2 separate regions of the Pan troglodytes genome follow, and region 1 is linked to region 2. Evidence: chromatin contacts called from public capture Hi-C data. All regions are on one chromosome and are shown on one strand. The core of a region is the stretch at or near the end of the contact, and the rest is flanking DNA. Distances in the headings are between cores, read along the strand shown.

The links. Capture Hi-C pulls out chosen DNA fragments and counts their contacts.
Region 1: a contact with region 2 is called in a capture Hi-C map of stem cell-derived neural stem cells, with 2.8 times the contacts expected there. The contact joins two enhancer-like sites. A contact is called at or near these places in 1 of 7 Hi-C or Micro-C datasets (stem cell-derived neural progenitor cells) and 1 of 1 other capture datasets (stem cell-derived neural stem cells).

Annotation. Positions count from the first base shown.
Region 1 is chr13:21,753,425-21,757,015 of NHGRI_mPanTro3-v2.0_pri, forward strand. No RefSeq gene overlaps it. Among named protein-coding and RNA genes, the nearest start is that of TFCP2L1, 210 kb to the right of the region's middle. Within about 2 kb of position 1,382, at least 1 of the 24 cell types and tissues checked has an H3K27ac peak or open chromatin away from gene starts, as enhancers often do. A contact at or near this core is called in stem cell-derived neural stem cells, where this site is marked.
Region 2 is chr13:21,567,100-21,570,656 of NHGRI_mPanTro3-v2.0_pri, forward strand. All of the region lies in intron 2 of GLI2 (GLI family zinc finger 2), which reads left to right. Among named protein-coding and RNA genes, the nearest start is that of GLI2, 150 kb to the left of the region's middle. Within about 2 kb of position 2,077, at least 1 of the 24 cell types and tissues checked has an H3K27ac peak or open chromatin away from gene starts, as enhancers often do. A contact at or near this core is called in stem cell-derived neural stem cells, where this site is marked.

The DNA of each region.
Region 1 (3,591 bases), core at 132-2,631, 190 kb after region 2:
ACATTGTGATTAAAAACAGCAGGATGGTAAATATGTGCCCAATTAATGCCTTTACTAAAATAGCAAGTCCCTAAAATATTTCCGAGCAGGAAGTAGAACGAAGAAGGCCCCCTGCCCCCACCTCGCACCCCATTCTGTCCCCCACTCCTGAGAGCAGCCCAATTTGTCCCCAAAACCCAGGAAATCTTTCACGGAAAATACTCTCCAACTCTGGCTCCGCTGGGGTTCGAGGCCAGCCAATGGGGCAGGGTGGAGGACAGATGCCCTGGAATTCCTTTCATGCTTATTAAAACCAACAAATGTCAGGCCGGGCACAGCGGCTCACGCCTATAATCCCAGCACCTTGGGAGGCCAAGGTGGGTGGATCACTTGAGGTCAGGAGTTCGAGAACAGCCTGGCCAACATGGTGAAACTCCGTCTCTACTAAAAACACAAAAATTAGCCGGGCCTGGTGGCGGGCGCCTGTAATCACAGCTACTTAGGAGGCTGAGGCAGGAGAATTGCTTGAACCCAGGAGGCAGAGGTTGCAGTGAGCCGAAATCGCGCCACTGCACTCCAGCCTGGGTGACAGAATAAGACTCCGTCTCAAAAAAAAAAAAAAACCAACAAATGTCAGAAGTCAGTATTGTGGGTCCAGTCCACAGGGATCCCAGAACCGCCCTTGCCCCCACCCCCTGCCAGGATCTGGCTACCGGGTGAGACCCAGGCCTGGCCTTCAGCTGGGTGGCTGGAAGCTTCCTGAGTTAGTTCTGAATCCCAAAGTTAATGGTACATTGGTCACGCCTGTAATTCCAGCACTTTGGGAGACTGAGGTGGCGGGATCACTTGAACCCAGGAGTTTGAGACCAGCCTGGGCAACAAAGCAAGACCCTGTCTCTACAAAAAAAAAACAAAAAATCAGTCGGGTACAGTGGTGTGCAAGCTACTTGGGAGGCTGAGGTGGGAAGATTGAGCCCAGAGGTTGAGGGTGCAGTAAGCAAACGTCACACACTCCAGCGTGGGTGACAGAGAAAGACCCTGTCTCAAGAAAAAGTGCATTGGATTTCTCAAAGAGACTGTTCCAAAATCTGTTCGAAAATGGACCCTACAAGGATGATTTTTAATTGGAAAAGAAAAGAAAAAAAAGGACGAGGAGAGGTAGGAAAACAGAGTGCAAAAGCCCGCCAGCGCCTCCTGGTGAAAGAAGGGCAGTGGTGCCCAGCACCAACTGCCAGCCTAGGGCAGACGGGAGGAGGGGTCCCAGTCCCAGCACCACCTCCGCTCCCCCCAGGGCTTCCCCAAGACAGCCCAGGGGTTCCAGCCCAGAGGCGTCAAAGCCCTTGCCCGCCCGTTTCCTGCCGATCATCCAGCCTCAGCACTCCACATAGCGGGGAAAGCAGCTTGTCCCTGGCCACAGAGGCCTTTTCCGGAGGGAGCAGGCTGTTACTGTGACTGTGTGGCTGGATCACCCACCCTCCAGCCTGACAGAGACTGGGCTCTGGGAAGGGCCTTGCCCAGGCCACACTGCTAGACAGGCTGAAGGCACAGGCGCCCCAGGTTGTAACACCTCAGAAGTTCTGGGTTTCCAACTGAGTACCCAAACATAGAAAGAGCCGTGGTGCCCATCAGCACCAGGTGGGTGCACAGCCCATTGTCCTACAGAGGCCAGAGGAGCTCCCTGGAATGTACATCAGGCACGTCCCCATGGCCACGGGGCTCTGCAGTCCAACCCACCTATGTCCCCAGGTCACCTTTTAGGGCCTCCTCTGCTCCTTCCGCTTTAGCCGACTGGGCCTTCTTTCCAAAACATTGAGCTCACCTCCACCCCAGGGCCTTTGCATTCACTGTTTTCTTTCCCTAAAAACATCTGCTTCCAAATGTCCACATGCCTCCTCCTTCTCAGAGTTTAGGTCTCGACTCAAATGGCAACTGCTTTAAGAGGCTGTCCTTGTCTTCCTGGGCCAAGGGTCCCTGGTCCCCATCACTCCGCCCTCTCAGACTGCTGTGAGGGATCTTTATGGAAGTTATTACCAGCATTACATTACACAGTGTACGAATACTATATATTAATATGTGCTAGGATGCCAAGCTCCAAGACGGGGGCAGGGGGGCTGTCTTGTTCAGCTCTGTGTCCCCAGCCCCATCCAGCCCTGCACATCCTAGGTGCTCAGTAGCTAGTTACTGCATGAAGGAATGAGTGGAATTTGAATACTTATAAGGGAGGATTGGTGGCTGCTTCCCCTGTTCTCCCCCAGTGCCTGCGTTGTGGCATTTATGGTGTCATCTTGTCATTTACCTCTGGGTCCATCTCTTTCAAGGTGGTGAGTCCCCACGAGAGGGAGAGAGGCTCAGGGCCCGTGGCTCCTTGGAGTTCAGAGAAGGTGCTCCCCTGTGGGTAGTCTCGCCCCGGCACCACTTGTTCCTGATCTCTGCACAACGGGTGGCCTTGGCCCCACGTCTCCTTCCCCTGGCACTGCTGCTGGGCAGGCATCTGGAGACCTGGGCTCTTACCAGCTCTTGCAACTCACTGGGTGACCTTAGGCAGGGCCCATCCTCTCCCTGGGCTCCCATTTCCCTGAATGCACAATGGGGGTCTTCTGAGACTCCTGAAGGGTCGCTAGTTCAACCCCTTGGAGTTGGGGGAAGCCCAGCTACCCTTCTCTGGCTTTTTTTGCGGGAGCGGTCTCAGCACCAATGCTTGGAGTTTGGGAAAATACACAGCTCTCCAGAGTGATGGGGAGCAGGGCTTCCCCGACTTGGTGGGGGCCAGTGATACCAGCAGCCACTTTTTAACTTGATCAAGAGCACGACTGCTATAGCCCAGTCATTGTATCCTAAGGGACAGGCCGCTCCCGCCTGATTGTATCCCCAACAAGGAACTAGGCCAACGCCGTACAGCCCACGTCAATTCCGTCCCTAACCCCTGCCAGCCTGGAGTTCCTGGGGGCATCACCCTCTCTCATCTGCAGCAACCACGTGGTGCCTCCTGCAGGAAAGCCCAGCCTGGCTCCCACTGCCCACTGCCGGGCTGGGCTCCACTCAGGCAGCCGCTGCTTCCTCTGCAGACCTTTTCTCTTCTGGGCGGGACAGGAACCCACGGCTGCTCAGGCACTGTGCCCCACTACCCCCTGGTCTTTGCACATGCTGTTCCCTCTGCCAGGATCACTGTGTTCCACTTTCCCACGTAGTCTGCAGAACCCGACCAGACAGTTCCCATCCCACAAGGGTTTCCCATCTCCTCCCATTCCATTCCTACAGGCTCTGCCACCTGCACCAGTCAGAGTTCAGAGAAGTGGAACATTGGGACGTGAGAGGACATGCGCGCGCACACACACACAGACACATACACACACACAGACACACAGACACAGAGACACACACACAGACACACACGCACAGACACAGAGACACAGAGACACACACGCAGACACACACAGACACACAAACACACAGAGACACACGCACCCACAGAAACACACAGACACACAAAGACACACAAAGACACACACACATAGACACAAACACACACACAGAGACACACACATGCACACAGACACATACACAGACATACAGACATAGACACACACGCACTACACGGACAGACACGCGGAC
Region 2 (3,557 bases), core at 827-3,326:
AACTAAGGTCGCACCACTGCACCCCAGCCCAGGTGACAGAGCGAAACCTTGTCTCAAAACAAACAAACAAATAAACAAACAAACCCACGATAACCTTGAAGAAGACAGCCGCACTGTACAGGAAGCTCTGGTGTGTGCAGGTATTTGTAGAGCATTTGCTACATTGACCCCTTAAGTCCCTACAGCAGTCTCATGAGGGTAGTTATTATTGTAATCCTGTTTAACAGATGAGGAAACCGAGGCTCAGAGAAGTGTAGTCATTCACTGTGGTCACATAGCTCAGATCTGAGCCCACTTCTGTCATCCTCACTATTCTGTGTGGTTGTTTGGCTGAGTCTTGGATGGGGGATACTTGCAATGATAGGTAGCCTCTGGCCCCTGGTGGTGGGGGTAGGGAGTGGGAGAGTCGGGGAGGTAGAAGAAAGCCCCTAGATCCAGGCCTCTAGCCCCTATCCCTACGGGGGACTCCCTTCCACGGAAAATTGTCTGTGCTTCAGACCCCCCCAGCAGATGAGTGTGTGGAGGCCTGATTTTGGGGAGTGGGGATTTGCACCCTTCCGCAGGCCACCCCTGTGTTCCTGCTCATACTTTTGCATAGCCACCACCTGAAGTTAGGGCAGCCCCAGCCCTGGGGGAGACTTTAGGGGCCAGGGGCAGCTCAGTGCTGGGCTCACAACCACAGAAGACCAGCTTTCCTGGCCTAGGTCACACTTTGCCAGGCCACACCATGAAGGGGAGAGAGCGCCCATCCTTGGGGAGCAGGATCCAGGGTCTGTGAGACCCAGGCGTGGGCTGCAGGGAGAGTGAGGTCGTCAGCACGGATGGCGGAGTGGACAGAGAGACCAGCAGAGGCTGCGCGCCCATGTGCGGGCCAAGGGGAGAGCATAGGTAAAGGACAGTATTGCAGTCTTGGGACCAAGTGCCACTAAACCTTATGGGTAATGGGTTTTTCATCCCCTGGGTAATAGGAGACACCAAAAAATGAGGACATTACTTAGTGAGTCCCTCACCTCCCTGGCCCCATTCAGCAGACTCGGAGGAAGGACATTGCCCAGCATTGAGCCGTGTGTGGATTTAATGGGGTTTCCAGCTAAACCTTCCATCAAATTTACGGCTGTGCCTGTCTCCTGACCTTCCCCCTCACACATTCTTTTCAGAAATGAAGCTGTGTGCAGGCTGTGAGGTGTCACTTCCCCCATGCTGGAGATATACAGCTTGGGCCTGGGTTGAGACAGTGGATTTAATCAGGCTGGGTCCCCGCAGTTCACCCGCCCCTAAGCTGAGTGACATTAGGGCGGCCGTCGGAGTCCAGCTAGAGTGGGCAGCACGGAGCCAGCAAGCGTTTGTCCTGCCAGCCACAGGCTTCTGCTCAGCCTTGCCTCGCCTCCTTGCTGGGAGAGTGGCGCGTGGGGGCCCAACATCTGCTCACCCCCTGGGCCGGAAGGTGGGGTTCTTCCTGTCATCTTCTCCCACAGCCCCCACCTCTCACCATTGCTGCCATGGCGGGAGCATCATCAGCCGGCGTCACTCCTGCTTTCCCCACTATCCTAACAGCTGGGCTGCTCCCGGCTCCCTCTCCATTCATTTCTTGCCTTCCATCTTGGAAGTGTTCAGTGTCTGCTGAATCCTCCCACCCCAACCTCACTGCCCCTCCAGAGCTTATTGCCTTTCAAATCCAGCTCAAATGTCACAACCTCCAGGAGGCTTTCCCCGATCTCATCACCCCCAGGGAAGAGATCTCCCTTCTGCACATCATGCAGACCGGGTCCTAGAGGGTGAACTTTTCTCTGTATGCCTTTCTCTGTTGCTGGGCCTGGCCCGTGGAAGAGACCCAGTAAGTAGACACTGTCATTGTCACAGGGCCATGTTGTCAGATGCCTGCTCCAGAGAGTGAAGCTGCAGCTACATTGCCAAGCTCACTGGGCTTTGTAAATGGCCCCTCAACCTCAAAGGCAGCAGCTGCAGTCTCACAGCTGGCCTCTGGGGAGGCTGCCCTCCAAGGGTGGCTCCCCTGAGCCTGGCCACCCCAGCCTCGGAAATGCTGACAAGGCCTTTCCACCCGTCCCTTCTGGGGCAGCGTGTGTTTTCATGGCCCTTCACTGACTGATCCCATGTTCATCTCACCGACTGCCTCAGAGGCCTCGGGGCCGGGGGCGGGGCAGCCATAGCAACAGGCAGCGTCCAGTGCCCACTCGGGCACACAGGGCCCTTGAGGCAGCTGCTGGCAGCAGGAGGCGTCTAGCAGGTGGGCAGAGGGACTCAGGCTTGAGGGCACGGGGAGGATTAAAAATAAAATCGCCTCTGCTCCCTGGAAGCTGAGGCCTCTGTACTTGGAGTTGGAGGATGGCAGACACAGGAGGAGGGAGAATCTGCTAGCACCAAACTCCCCTCTACCTGGTCATGTGTGGGAGCGGGGCCTCACGTGTGGGACACTATCATTCACATTCAAATGATCATTATTATCACACAGGGCCATGAGCTAAAACCGAACTTCTGTCATTCTTTGGCTCTAAGAAAATGAAAAAGGGAAGTAACTCCATTTACTGAGCACCTGTTATATACCAGATCATTTTACACGCATTAGCGTGCCATCCTCATGCTGGCCTCAGGAGGTGAGAACCCCTATTCTCATTTTTCCAAAGTAAGTGTGTGTGTGTGTGTGTGTGTGTGTGTGTGTGTGTGTGTCTGTGTGTGTTTTGGTTTTGGGGTTTTTTTTGAGACAGGGTCTTGGAACCCCTATTCTCATTTTTCCAAAGTGTGTGTGTGTGTGTGTGTGTGTGTGTGTGTGTGTGTTGGTTTTGGGTTTTTGTTTTGTTTTGTTTTGTTTTGAGTCAGGGTCTTGCTGTTTGCCCAGGCTGGAGTGCAGTGTCATTGATCATGGCTCACTGCAGCCTTGTCCTGCTGGGCTTAAGTGATTCTCCCACCTCAGCCACTGGAGTAGTTGGGACCACAGGCGCGCACCACCACACTTAGCTAAGTTTTTAAATTTTGTGTAGGGAAGAGGTCTCATTATTTTGCCCAGGCTGATCTCGAACTCCTGGACTCAAGTGATACTCCCACCTTGGCCTCCCTAAGTGCTGGGATTACAGGCATGAACCACTGGGCACAGCCCCAAAGTATTTATGAAAGGGAGTGGCAGGGTCAGACCTGCGCTCCAGAGAGCTCATACTAGCCTTCCTGAGGGGCGTGAGTGGGTGAGGCAGAGGTGGAAAGGCCGGGAGCCTGCTTAGTGAGCTGCTGAGACAGACAGGAAATAAAGGGGCCTGGAGTGGGACTGCGGTAGCCTGCATGCTGGCCCCAAGCCGCACCTGGTGGGTGGACCCAGGGCCCCAAGGAACCCTGGACGTTGCTGGCTGGGTGGATGGCGGTGCCCTTGCTGAGGCAGGAGACCCTGCCCAGGAGCAAGCACAAGGTGCTGGGGGAAGATGCCACGGTCTGTCTGTGTCAGGCGAGGCACATCCAAGATGCCTGGGGCTCACGCAAGGGCTGGACGGAGAGATCCAGGGCTCAGAAGAGAGATCCGGGCCCGAGACGCAGATGCAGAAACACATGGTAAA